2 separate regions of the Mus musculus genome follow, and region 1 is linked to region 2. The links are chromatin contacts, called in public ChIA-PET maps. All regions are on one chromosome and are shown on one strand. Each heading gives the region's core, a stretch centred on a gene start, on an enhancer-like site or on the middle of the called end of the contact. The rest is flanking DNA. Distances are from core to core; before and after follow the strand shown.

Evidence for each region. ChIA-PET counts read pairs in DNA pulled down with a chosen protein or histone mark.
Region 1: a contact with region 2 is called in an RNA polymerase II ChIA-PET map of memory CD8 T cells, with 18 read pairs. The contact joins the promoter of Mtmr10 here to the enhancer-like site in region 2. A contact is called at or near these places in 1 of 39 promoter capture datasets (liver), 1 of 15 datasets of contacts at CTCF or cohesin (the NIH/3T3 cell line), 9 of 484 Hi-C or Micro-C datasets (CD4 T cells, Th17 cells, adipose-derived mesenchymal stem cells and 5 more), 5 of 115 datasets of contacts at active chromatin or transcription factors (embryonic fibroblasts, embryonic stem cells, memory CD8 T cells and 2 more) and 4 of 9 other capture datasets (adipose tissue, embryonic stem cells, liver and 1 more).

The regions. Positions count from the first base shown.
Region 1 is chr7:64,282,681-64,289,573 of GRCm38.p6, reverse strand. Mtmr10 (myotubularin related protein 10) reads right to left here and starts at 1,904. Exons shown (of 16, transcript NM_172742.2): 1 at 1,733-1,904; 2 at 1,175-1,235. The coding sequence starts at 1,792.
Region 2 is chr7:64,212,638-64,219,749 of GRCm38.p6, reverse strand. It overlaps Trpm1 (transient receptor potential cation channel, subfamily M, member 1), which reads right to left. Exons shown (of 27, transcript NM_001039104.2): 11 at 2,090-2,260; 12 at 508-642. Among named protein-coding and RNA genes, the nearest start is that of Mir211, 10 kb to the right of the region's middle. Within about 2 kb of position 1,864, at least 11 of the 459 cell types and tissues checked have an H3K27ac peak or open chromatin away from gene starts, as enhancers often do. A contact at or near this core is called in memory CD8 T cells, where this site is marked.

The sequences.
Region 1 (6,893 bases), core at 655-3,154, 70 kb before region 2:
AGGGTTGCTCAGTACTGCTTCAGCTCACTCTCAGGACCAGCAGAAAGGGTTCATCAGTAAACACTGAGGAGAAGACACTAACAAAAGCCAGAAAAAATATAACTCTAGTAGTCTACAAGAACTTTTAAGAGTTGGCATCTGCCATACGGAACCAAAGGCTGACGCTTTAACTGTTCATCTCTACTACACTTCAAGTTCCCACACTTGTGAAGTCGTAACTCTCTTATTAAAGGGATGAATTTGAGACTTTTTTTTTCTGACATACAAAACTGGTATTTGATCATAATTTAAGCTTAAGATAGATAGGCCTTCCTAAATGTCTGGTTATTTGCCCCAATAATCTTATTAAAACACCGATTTTTCTTTAATTATTGTGTAATTGCTACACAATTCAAAAATAGTAATCAAATAATAGTTTTTCTACATTGTAAAACTGTTTTCTATGAATCCCTACTTCTATTTGTAAGGTCTCCATCTAAGATAAATTTGTTCTTAACAAATGATTTCCAAGAGGCTCGAGCACACACACACACACACACACACACACACACACACACACGGGGATGCCTGGAGACATTCTGGTTGTACTGAGGATGTTAGCAGTTAGCAGAAGATGGGGGCACCACTATCATGGAACTGATAAGAGGCCAAAGAGGTAGGGATGGCTGTCAGCTCAGGACAGCTTCTCACAAGAATTGCCCAGCCTGAAAGGTCAATAGTGTCTCTACTGGGAAACAAAGTTCTAAACTGAAAGAAGCAAACTTGCAGACAGCTGACAACTTCAAAAGCCAATTACAGAGTCAGTCAATGTCTGCTAAGCTTTGTCATTATCTTAGAACACAGACATGCTTTTCATACTATCAAAACACATTAAAATGATTGGATTATTAATCATGATTTCATTAGGTGGTAACACATATGGAAAGCATAAGAACTTTCACTACCCAAGCAATTAGATTCATCTTTCAAAACTACCCTTTCAGGAGACAGAAAAGAAATGAGGTAGTTATTCTCTTGAAAGTCTTCTATTGTACTTTAAACTTTCCGAGACAAACATCAATTATGTCTAGCCAACTCTCTGGAGAAAGTTAAAAATAATGGAAAGGGAAAGAGAACTACACAATACCATTCCGTACAATCTCAGTCCAAGGCACATTCAAATTCTGAAATTTACCTGGCAAAAGGACCGGCTCCAGCTTTTTAATCTTCGGTTCGGAACTGATCTTATCGTCAGTCTGAAATACAGGAACAAAATAAAGCAAAATCCAAACACCGCCCTGTCACAAGATACTAAGGCAGATTTTCTAAGTGATGACACATGCAACAGACATATATCCCCTACTAAAAACTCTTTCAGGTCCAAATAGAGATCGTTTTAAGATCTTCTCGTCGACTTGAGAGCCTCACAATAAACATATTTACAACAGCCCAAGCCGCTTTCAAGAATTCACAGCTATGAGACAGGTAAGCTCTGCGAGGTGTCCACAGCGCTGCAACCATCTGGCAGTCACCGCAGGGTCGGTGCCCAGCCCCGAAGGAAGGAAAGAAATGCAGCTCCGGACGGTTCTACGATCTCGTCACACGGCAGGACTAGGGACCGCAGGACTTCGGCCAGAGAATGGCCGCCGCCGCGGAGCGCTACAAGTTTCTACTGCGCCCGTGGCTCCCGGGAGGCGCGCTTGCCGGCGACTCGTCTGGGTCCCGAGCCCCCCGCCGGGTCGCGAGCGCTTACCTGGGCCGGCGGCAGGAGGTAGGACCTGAAGCTGGGTCTGGGCGGCTTGAGAGAGAACATGGTGCCGCCGCCTGTGCGCCCCGGCCCTATGGCCGGTCAGAAGTCTCCCGGTTCAGCGTTCCCGGTGCAGCTGCCCAGGCCGGGTCTGCGGCCCGCCCCGCCGGGCGGACTGACGGGCGGGGACGGACCAGGCCGAGCGCCCGCCCGAAATAGGCGGAGCCTGGTGGAGCCACGCCCATCCCCGGAAGCGACTCGCGCGGAGCTGCAGTCAAAGCTTTCAGTCTCTAGGCGGTACTGTCACGGAGCGCGACGCTGGAGTGGGGCGCCACGGGGACCCGAGAGGCCATCTTGAGAGCGCGCTTCTACGGAGGCCCGCAGGGGTCACGGAGGATTTCACAGGCCTACTGCGACTCACGAGGGTCATGCCGGCTTCGCGAAGCTGCAATGGCCTGTGGTGGTCAGTGTGCACGGTAGCTGCTGTTCCAGGACCCGAGTCCTCCGGCATCTGCGATGGCTGCTATATTAAAGGAGGGAAGACTTTTCTTTCACCTCTTGCTACCAATTGATTTAACCACTGGTTTCCTTGAGGTTCTGAGGCTTGGCTTGTGCTGAGTGCCTGGGACAGATGATACTGGCTGGCAAACCAGAACCCCCAGTTTAGTTTTCTGATTTTATTCTTCTCGTTAAACTTTAAGTGAAAAGGGATATTAAGCAAGTTGTCTCCCCACGCCCCTTTCCATCCTCATTTATAAAGATGCTATTCAACAGGTAAGTTAACAGAATTCCAGGGAGAGAAGACCCCATCGCTGGTGGGAACCAAACACTGTTAAATTTCAAACCCTGGGACTAATAGGTCAGGTGCCTGTTTAACATATAGCATACCTGGCTTCCAGGTTCTCTCAGCATCCCTTAGTCCCTAGCTTTTATGGGACCTGTTATGGTTAGCATACCCAACCCTCTACCCAGGGACTCTCCAACCCAGGGACTGGGCTGCCCTTCCCCAGAGGCTCTTCTCTATAAAATCCAGTCATTTTGGTTATTTAATGACTGATCTCTTTCACCTTTTGCCCTCTTGGCTGCTACACCTTCTTCCTCTCTCTCCTCTCCCCCTTCCTGCCCTGCTCTCCTCACATGGCTCATGGTCAAGTCTACTCTGAACTCTCCCAGATTTCTCTGCCTCTGGCTATGATCTCCCTTTTATCTACAAAAAACTTTCTCCTCCACCATACCAAAGAGTAGTCATGTCCTTTCTTTTCTTTCCCTTTTCCCTTCATTCATACAGTAGGTTGTGGAAATGAGAATCTGCCACTTAGCTGCAAAGGGCTGTCCAACTTCAGCACAGCATAGGGTATGTCTAGATTTGTTGTGCCTCTGAACTGAAGTAGACTTTGGTGGGAGGGGGCCAGTGGTATTCCATGCCCCTATACTTTGAAAAATAGTGGTCCAAACTCAACATTTTATCATGAATGTCAGAGGGAAACTGACGTGAGCCCCAGAAATCACAGTCATCATGCAGACAAGTGCACTGACATCACTAATACTGTGTGTTCTTCAGCTTGTCCTGGAGTCAGAGCCCTGAATCTTTCTAGCTTATCTGTTTATAACACTTGACTGTATTTTGACATGTAAATTCAGTTGAACTACTCATGAAAAAACACTGGTACATATTTAACTTTTATGACGATTCTGTTACTTTTCTACCTTAAATGGATGTATTCCCTAAAAGTCTTCAAACACTTGTGCTCTTTTGGGGGGAGGGGGTGTTGTCCATATTTTCTTAGAATCTGCATCTTTTATGCATGTCAGCAAAAAAAACTGAAAAATGGGGGAACTCCAGATTTGTTATCTTTCTGGATAATTTTAAAATACCATATTCTGCATATCTAGTTGTACTAGTCCACTTAGGCACTTGGGTTACTGTCTGACCTACTGCTACTGATTCCTTTCTGACTGCATTAGGCTGCTCCAGGCACCCTAGTCTAGACAACAAAAATGTATTATCTCAGTGGTGGAGTCAGAGAAGCACAAGAGCAAGGCTCTGTAAAGATGGATTTTGAGTTTCCCTTCCCTTTTTCTTGCTGTGCTAGCAACTGAACGGAACTCCAGGCTCCCCAAGTACTTAGCAGGTGACTTATTACTGAACTGTAACCCCCAACTCCTTTATTGACAGGGTTTTACTGAGTTGCTGGCCTTGAACTTGAGCCTACAAGTAGATGGTAGGCTCTACCAGACTCAGCTTCAAAGATGTTTCCCACCAGGGCTCCCAGTATCTTTAGCCAATGGCTTCCTCCTTGTTATGTTCTCACAAGGGGGGACTTTCTTCTTAGAACATTGAGCCTATCTGATTAACACCCTGACTTTTTTGTCTTAAGGCCCTGTCTCTGAGTATGTTCTCATTAGGGGTCAGTGTTTCAGAGTGTGTGTTTGGGAGTTTGGAGTGACAGAAGTCAGTCTGTTGATAGGCTTTGCAGGCCCTTCTTAGAGTCTCATCTTCACTACTGTGTTTGGTGTATTAGACCATCCCCAGCTTTGGGCTTTTGTGTTAAAGTTTTAAGCTGCTTGTCTAATTATACATCTGTTCCCATTGTTGATTTTTCTATATTAGAGAACACTGGCATTCCCTAGAGAGATCAGTTTTTTTTTTCATTGACAGAAGAGAGAGGGAGAGACAGACAGACAGACAGAGAAAGAGAGAATATATTTTTTTTCTTGAATACCTAATGGGTGCTAGATACTTTATGTTTTATTTGGTCACTCATTCAATCAGTTAACAGATTTTTATTGAGTGCCAGCTTTGTGATGGGCCTGAATCAGGACTCATAAGAGTCCAATGTTCTTTAGGTTCATGGCATTCTACTGAAATGAGTAGAAAGAAAGAAAAAATATATATGTATGTATGTATATATATATATGTGTGTGTGTACATGTACATATACATATAAAACGTGTAACATAGTTTAAAGGTACTGTAAAGGAAGTTAGGAATGGAGGGAGAGGAGTAATTGTATTTATCAATAAAGATTTAGGTTAAATCAAGGACGGCCTTACTGCATTGATGGCATCTGAGCAAAGACTAAACGGAGTAAAGGTGAAACTCAAGGTCAGCAGCATGAATCCCCTGAGGCCAGGATGCCTGAAGCAGCCTAAACCAATGGAGAGGAGGTCAGAGGGAAACAACAGCCCAGGTTCTAGATCTTGAAAATTGGAAACTGAGCTGAGAAGTGACAGTGACCTGACTGAGTATTTTAAAAACAGCCACTACTGGGGTGGCCCTGCATGGGCAAGAAGCTAGGGCTGTGGTAACAGTGTACATACAAGTAAGAGACACGGCTAGAACCGGCGGTACTTGATGGCTGCAAAATGATGCCTTTGGCTGGGTATATGCTTTTCAAGAAAATATGTAAGCATTTTAAAGTGTATGAGAGGATAATTCAGCAAAGATGACAAGCCACAACAGTTCTTTAGTCCTCATAAAACAGATAAAACAACAACACAGTAAAGCAGAGGAAACAAACAGAAAATCCCCAGAACCACCCAAGAGAAGCCTCAGCAACATATCTAAGGGAAATGATGTCCTCGGGCTTCCCAAGATAGAGCATAAGACGCTAACAAGTTCATCGCCCTGAAGTGCTTGTGGTATCAGTGTCAGGAATCAGTGAGGCATCCAGAGAACTCCAGAGTAGCCCAGGGTGTTTACGGGAAGATCCAGCCAGTCGGGTTGAGGAGGCTCCTTATAAGGTGTGTGTTGGCGGAGGGAAGGACTGAGTACAGGGACTGAAGGACCTTTGGGAAAACAGTGTATGGAGCCTTCTCTTGCAGAAAAGGGTCCACTCTGAGGACAACTGCTGAGGATGAAGCATCCTGGAGTAGACAAGAAGGAAGGCAAGACAAGGTCAGCTGAGAACACAGAACAATTAGAACACAATGTGTTGGAAAAGTGTCTCACACCAGATCAAAAGTGTAAGACAGCACATTTCACATGAGAACAGTCTCAGGAAAGTATGAGTCGAGGTTTGAAATAAAACAAACAAACAAACAAAAAACCCAAACAACAACATCAACAAAACGCAATGCAATGAGAAGGCTGGGGAGATGGCTCAGTCCGTAAGTACTTGCTGCATAAGGATGAGCATCTGAGCTTGATCCCTAGGACCCACATAAAAAGCAAAATGCAGTGGGCCGTCCACATGAATCAACAACCAAGAAAATCCTCAGACTTGTAGACAGGCCAATCTGATAGACACATTTTTTTTTTAGCTTATATCAAGTTGACAAGAAATTCACAAGCACAGTTGACTCCTTGTCAATTTGACACAAACCTGTCACCATTAAACCATAACCTTTTCTTCTTCTTTATCCCCAAAATCTTGGGTTAATATAAAATATAACTTTAAAAATCCCATACTATTTAGAACATTTCAAACATTTTAAAAGTTCAGTCTCTTTAAAATACTCAACATCTCTAAGTCCAAAGTCTCTCAACTTCGAGTTTCTGTAAAATAAAATAAAAGTTAAACACTTTCTTATTACAAGTGGGAGAACGAGGGTACAACGATCATGAAGGCAAAAATCAACATCTAGCAAGGTAAATCAAATTGTGCAACTCCATATCTGTCCTCGGGGATTCACTAATGATCTTCAGACTTCCTGTCAATCTTGCAGCTTCCATGACAGCAAACCCAGAACCATATGGAAGACTGTTACCATGATTAGCTACTAGCATGAGATGCAGCCTTGACCACCACAGACCACAGTTGCTGTGTTAACCCCGAGGAAATACTTCCAGATTTCATCTTAATAATTCGGGTCAATCTTTAGTAACATTAGATTTCTCAGCTCCAGCTAACCAGCATCCATTAATCTCGAAAAACCAAGTTTTTACTTCAACGGAGATGGTCCCTTGTTAACCACAGCTGACTCTTTAGCCTTAGCTGACCAGAACCCAGACTCTTAACTAAAAATTGTCACAGGAACAGCCCCAATGAGGTCTCCAACTTCCCTTTGAAATGTCACAAGCCAGGTCTTCATTGTCCACATGTCTCTCAACATTCTGACCTTCCAAGCTCCCATAAAACATCCCATTCAGCTTTGAACACAAATGTCTTTTAAAATCTTCCCCCAAACAAGAAAGAAGACTCTGCCCTAGTTTGCTTTCTATTGT
Region 2 (7,112 bases), core at 615-3,114:
GATTTTAGACTTTTCCCTGTTGGCACGAGCACCACACAGGCCTTCTAGATAAACAGAATCGGAACCCTTTCCCCAGGCTAGTGATGTACAGTCCCATGAGCTGCAGCTCCTGGTAAGCCCCATGCCCCAGGGAGATGCCTGATGCTTCAGTGGTCTATGTTACTAAGTCGTGATGTTCAGTGGGCTGGGACCATCAAGTACATTGTCATCTTAGGATACTTTAGAGATGGCTTTATAAAGATGTGAGCCCACTGCACAGCGAGGATCATCTGTCCACTGCAGCTGGAAGGACTGGCTGTCTGGTATGGCATAGTTGCTAAGAATATGATGAATGCACACTGTCCAGGAGCAAGTGAGAAGGAGATGACTCTCACTACATATGTGTCTTCTGGCTGAAGCTGCCCCAGTCTATACTCTGCCCCCCACTTTTGGGGGGAATAATATGCATCAATGATGAGCATATTCGCGGTGCTAGCTCGCCTCCACCCTTCCTCCCGGGATGCTCACGGTGTTGTATAGCTCCTCCAGCCTCGGGATGGTGAGGAAATGCTGCATGTTCACTCCGTTTTCAATCAGGAGCTTTACAAAGTCCACCCGATCTAGGACAAGAGCATCCAGCATGGCTTGCTCCAGGGCATTCACCTGCAGGAAATCCAGAAGGGAGACCATGAGTGGCCTCCCAGAAGACTCCAGGCATGAGACCTTAGGACATCCCATGGAAAGTTCCGGAATGTTTTGATATTTTGTTTGTTTGCTTTGTGCACGTGCGTGCATGCATGTGTGTGTTGGGGGCATGTTTTGTTAACCTGGTGCTGGAAATTGAGCCCATGGCCTCACATATGACTGTCAAGAGCTGCACTAAGGGCCTGCACGACAGTCTGTGGTTCCCAAGGTTGTTTCCTTTGAATAACCATGCCTTAACCTTCTCCCCTCTGCTTTCAGTTTGGTCCCCTCATGCTCTGTCAAAGTTTGTAAGGGATTCTATCTTTTAAAAATGAGTCAAAGAGCCAGGCGTGGTGGCGCACACCTTTAATCCCAGCACTTGGGAGGCAGAGGCAGGCGAATTTCTGAGTTTGAGGCCAACATGGTCTACAGAGTGAGTTCCAGGACAGCCAGGGCTACACAGAGAAACCCTGTCTCGAAAAACAAAACAAAACAAAACAAAACAAAACAAAACAAAACAAAACGACAACAACAAAAAGAGTCAAAGAGGCCATGGAGTTGGCTCAGAAGTTACAAGCACTTCTTGTGCTTGAGGAGGACCCAGGTTCAATTCTCAGGGCTAACATGTTAGTTCACAACCTCCCTGCTAACTCCCATCCCAGGGGACCCAGTGCCTTTTTTTGACTTCTGTAGGGATTAGGTGTATGTACATGGTGGTGCACATACACATATGCAGGCAAAATACTTACACATGTAAAATAGTAAAAATGAATCTAAACAAATTTCTAATGAATTAAAGATAGCCATCCCAGCGTTTGCCCTGCTAAGTTTCTCTCTGCTGTTTCCTTGACTGGGGAGCATTTTTGGCAGTGGTCAGACCATGTGGGCATGTCATAGTCCACTAGGGTGCCGTTGGGTGAGTGATGACCACACGCTCCTATTTATGGAACCAAGGTACCACTCTGAAAGGAAGTTCTGGTCATTTACTCAGTAGTAGCTCTCTCTGCTTGGCAGACATGCAGACATTTGGGGCAGGAAAATATGGGAAACAAACCACATATTTAGAATTCATGCCACAAAACCCTTTTGAAGTGGTAGTGTAGAAAGGAGTGATAGGTGGTTAGCAGTAGCTAGCCTCCGGCTTGGGAGGCTGGAGCCATCATGCATGTTTTCCAGGTCTCCCTCTGCAGTGGCAAGCATATGCCACAGGGACAACCACTCCTCCTTACGAAACAGCTGTGACCACCGACGGCTACATTGAAGTGAACACACTATTGCCATGAAGTATTGACATTAACCCATCTGTCCCCCATCCCGGCAGGGATGAAGCAAAGGTAACAAGGGAGTCTCTTCCGGAGAACTTGGGGAATGCCAGTCCAGAACTCTGAAGACACACGGGCAAGGACACGAGCACGTGAGCACACACCCAGTTGAGCAGCTCAAGCTTCCGGGGGTCCGTCTCTTCCTCCACTTCCTCTTTCACTTTGCCTTTCTTCTTGCCTTTTCCTTTTCCTCTCCCCTTGGTGGTGGCTGTGGGTGGCTTCTTTTCCTTCTCTGTGGCTTTGGTGTCCACAGGAGGGGCCAGGCTTCCCAGTGGCTGCAATCCACAACAAGCATATTGGGAAAAGGTACCAAGACCACCCCCCACTCATTTTAAGATATGCACAGGGACACCCTGAACTCTATGTGCATGTGTGCATACACACACACACACACACACACACACACACACACACACGAATAGTACAGATGCACGTACACATTGTAAGGTACACATTCCTATTCCTGCAAACAATGCCTCAGTGTGCACGTGGTGAAGTTATGCATCCATGGTTAATGCTATGAACATATACATAAGTATTCACACATGCACACACCCAAGACACATATGCACCAGCACACACAGGCATACACACATGTACACACACAGTCAACTGTGGCCTGGCAGTCTGATGAAGAAGATCTTGATACTGTGAACCACTGTTCCTGATGGGCACAAAGAGTTAGTTGGCCTAATATGTATATTTGAAGCAAATAACATATTGATTGATGGGTATATTTTAAGGAAAGGATGCTGAAACACAAACTAAAAGGTACCAGAGGTGTGCTGATAGTCCTCTAATGATGGGAGAATGTGACTGTGAATGGGTCAGAGGCAAAAGATATAATGCAAGTTGCTATTTCGGGAGAAATGTGAGCTAGAGATTATTATGGCTAAAACAGCTCTGGCAGGTACCTTAGAGCTGTGTAATGTGGTGGTGGATGGAGGCTTCAGGAGCCCATAGAGTATAGTGATAGATGGAGACTTCAGGGACATATGCATGTGGTGATGGATGGAGGCTTCAGGGGCACATGCATGTGATGATGGATGGAGACTTCAGGGACACATGCATGTGGTGATGGATGGAGACTTCAGGGACACATGCATGTGGTGATGAATGGAGACTTCAAGGGCACATGCATGTGGTGATGGATAGAAGGAGGTTTCAGGAACACATGCATGTGGTGATGGATAGAGGCTTCAGGGACACATGTGGTGATGGATGGAGACTTCAAGGACACATGCATTTGGTGATGGATAGAGGGAGGCTTCAGGAGCACATGCATGTGGTGATGGAGGGAGGGAGGCTTCAGGAGCCTTGAGGACACTTACAGTGTGGTGATGAACTGGAAGTTTCAAGGGCTCAATGTAGTACAGTGACAGACGGAAGGCCTCAAGGACTGAGGGTGCTCACTCAGTGGAATAGGAGGGAGAAAGAAGTGGGCCTGATCCCCTGGTAAGTGTGGGATGAGGGGCCTGTCATGGTAACACAGCCAGTGTCAGAACCACTGGACCCTCTGCTGACAGCCTCTCCCTACTGCCTTCCTCCCATCAGGCTCTGCTGGTGGGTTGTCCACGACACACTCCCTCCTCTTCTTCCTCTGCTTGCTTTGATGCATCTTTCTGCTTATCTAATGCTCTGGCGTTGATCACCAGCGACAATACTGATGCCCACATCAAGGGCATCACCCAGCTCCCTTCATGTCACATCCTTAGGTCATCTGACTCAATAGCCGCATCTTCCCTTAGGCATCTCTCCCAGGTTCCTGGGCACCACAAGCTCCAGGTTTTCTTTTCTGTGTGGTCAGTGCTTCTCAATGCCAAGGCTGGGCTCTGCCCTTAGCCTGCTTCACTTTCATTTTGTTCTCTCCATCAGCAGCCTCACTGATGCTCACACCACCCACCGCTCTCACCCATGCTCACACCACGGGTCTTTATTTACTGATGAGCAATCTTCCCTGCCCAGTTTCAGCCCACTCTCCTTCCCAGAGTTCCTCTGGTGAACTTGGCATATGCGTGTCTCAGAGACTCCTTACTTCTGTATCAGTCAGCTTTCTGCTGTTACAGTGAAATACCAGGAGCTTGATACTGCATATCGAGCCTAGAGTTTTGGGGGCTGAGACTCCAAGTAACATGGGGCCAGCTCTACCCTGGACCTCTTTGCTGTATCACAAACATGGGGAAAGGCGTAGGAACAGCTACAGCCTGGAAAAAATGACAGAGAGAGAGAGAGAGAGAGAGAGAGAGAAGGGAAGGGAAGGGAAGGGAAGGGAAGGGAAGGGAAGGGAAGGGAAGGGAAGGGAAGGGAAGGGAAGGGAAGGGAAGGGAAGGGAAGGGAAGGGAAGGGAAGGGAAGGGAAGGGAAGGGAAGGGAAGGGAAGGGAAGGGAAGAGTGATAATGTTGATACTGCCAGAAGAGTAAAGGCAGCCTATAGCACAGTGGCTCTCATCCTTCCTAGTGCTGCACCCTTTTAACATAGCTCCTCATATTGTGGTGACCCCCCAGGCCATAAAATTATTTTGTTGCTACTTCATGAGTGTAATTTTGCTACTGCCATGGATCAGAATGTAAATATCTGCTATGCAGGATGTCTGATACATGACCTCCAAAGAGGTCATGATCCACAGGCAGAGAACCGCTGCTATAGGACAAGGGAATATATGGCAAGTCAGAAATATGAAAAGGGATTATCAGACTGTATACAGAACTCCTAAAACTCAACAACAAAACACCCAATTCAAAAATAAGCAAAACACTTGAATAGCTGTTTCTCCAAAGAATTTCACAAGTGGACGGCACAGATGCTTACCAGCATGAAGTAAACACAAATAAAAGCCAGCTGAGATGCCATCCTAACCCACTGGGATGGCTGTTATGGTAAAACAGCAATATAAAACAACAGAAAATAACACACGTTTCTGAGAAGGCAGAATGTTTACACTCTGGGTGCAGATGTAAAATTATGAAAGTGTTATGGAAAAGATCTTGGTAGCTGCCAAAAATTTAGACACAGAATTATCACTTAATTATGAGTTATGACAGAAGTCCACCTCTGGATATATTCCCAAAGGAATTTATGGCAAGACTCAAATGGACACTTGCACACCCACATCCATAGTGATGCTACTCATGACGGCTAGGATTCATTGATGGCTGGATGGAGAAGCAGTGTGGACACACACAGGGTAGGGCTTCCCCCCCCTCCCCCTCCCCCTCCCTCTCATTTCAAGACAGGGTCTCTCACTGTGTAACCCTACAGGCCTGGAACTCACTTTGTAGAACAGACTAGTCTCAAACTCATAGTGTTCCATCTGCTTCTGTCTTCCACCTGCTGGGATTTAAGGTGTACACCAGCCACCACAGGATAACAGGATAGCAGATACTTACTGTTGCATTAAAAACAAAAATGCCTTCTGTGAACCCTGGCATTCAGTCCCGGATTGTATTTGCAGGACTCAGAAACACATATCCTGGCTTTCAGCCTTCCCCTGAGTCACCCTGTTCTCGCTTTGTATTCCAACCATAACGTTCCCACCTCCCTGCACTTGTTTTGCCTGTTCCTTTCTTGCCTCTGCTGGTTTCAGTTGCCCTTCCCCCTGCAGGGAAGGTTCTCGATCCTCATGGCCCAGCAGCCAGCATCTACCTGTCAATCACCCAGTGTCTACTCAGCAGTGTCTTTCCTGGAATCCCATCACAAATTAGCACCCTCTATGCGCTATCCATTTTCTACACGTTGGAATCCAATAATTATCTGTTTTTTCATTCCACGCCAGCCTCCTTCTGTCTTCAACCTCCCACCTTCACGTCTGCCCCAATGAAGACTTCATCAAAGGCTCTTGTGAGTCAATTCTATTAACTTCTGTGTCCCCAGCACATGAAACGAGGGCGCCAGACACAAGACGCAACGGTCAACCAACATTTCCTAAATTAGTGAATAAAAATACACAGTTTTGAAAACACATGGAGCAAGTGTGCAGAGGCAGCCTATCTCCCTGCCGTAGCTCTGGCCTTGCTGTTGTTGGGTGTAGAGAAGGCACTACATGTGTGGCTGGTATGAGAAGAGATCTTCTAGTTGCTCAAATGAGCTCACCTCTTGGGCTTCCTGGCTACCTTCCAGGATGCCTAGAGCACTGTGGGTAACCTCAGAAGAAGAGCTTGTAGCCCAGGCTGGCAGAGCCTACACTTCGGAAGAAGGGCCTCAGTAGCTGTCAGGAAGAGGGCAGCTGATGGCTGAATATAGCTATCATACACTTGAGATGTGGATGCTCCACATTAGAGCTGTCATAATAGGTTAAAATGGAATATTATGGAGGAATCCCAGAGAAGAGGTAAAGAGTGGTAGCCTAGAAAGAAGCCAGGTATTGATGGTCTTTGCTTCAACCACAAGGAAAATCAGGTGGATGATACAATTGGAGTCTTACAAAATGTGATATGGTTGTGACATGGTAGACTAAGCATAGCAAAGTAAAAAATAACAAGGAACAGAATCCCCACCCTACTTACCTCACCGCTACCCCTGGGCACCACCTGCCTGGCCCTTTGAGCTGTGGAATTGTGTGTGTGGGGGGGGGGGTGTAGTCGGAGGTGTGCATGACAGAACCTGTGGGGATTTCTGCACATGGGTTAACAGGGGTGAAATGAGTCTGTTTCTGGGCCAGAGTGTGTGTAGAGCCAGCAGCACAGGCAGGTGATCGTCATCTGTGCTGTGCAGGTGAGACCACACCCAACACAGGGTATTTACATTGTAGGTGCCACACCCTTAAAAGGATGTGGGTTGCAATGGACCGCATCCACAAGGAGGAAACTTTCCTTTGAACTTCAAATATGGATTGAGCAATTATTGCTGGAAATAGTGTCTCTGGCATTCCTTTGGGATCCTTATGTGTCTTTCTAGCCCATTACAAGCCTTATAGTCTAGTTTATGCTCTAATTTTCAGAGCAAAGAAGTTGCTTTGATGGAAGGAGTGGCTGAAGGATGTCCTAGTCACTTAGCACGCATGCTATGTGTGCTAAGGGTATTGATGACATTTGCTTTAGCCACGAGGAAAACTGGGTAGATGGTATAATTGGGGTCTTAGAAACCGTGATTATGGTTGTGACATGGAAGACTCTGTCTACCATGGCGACA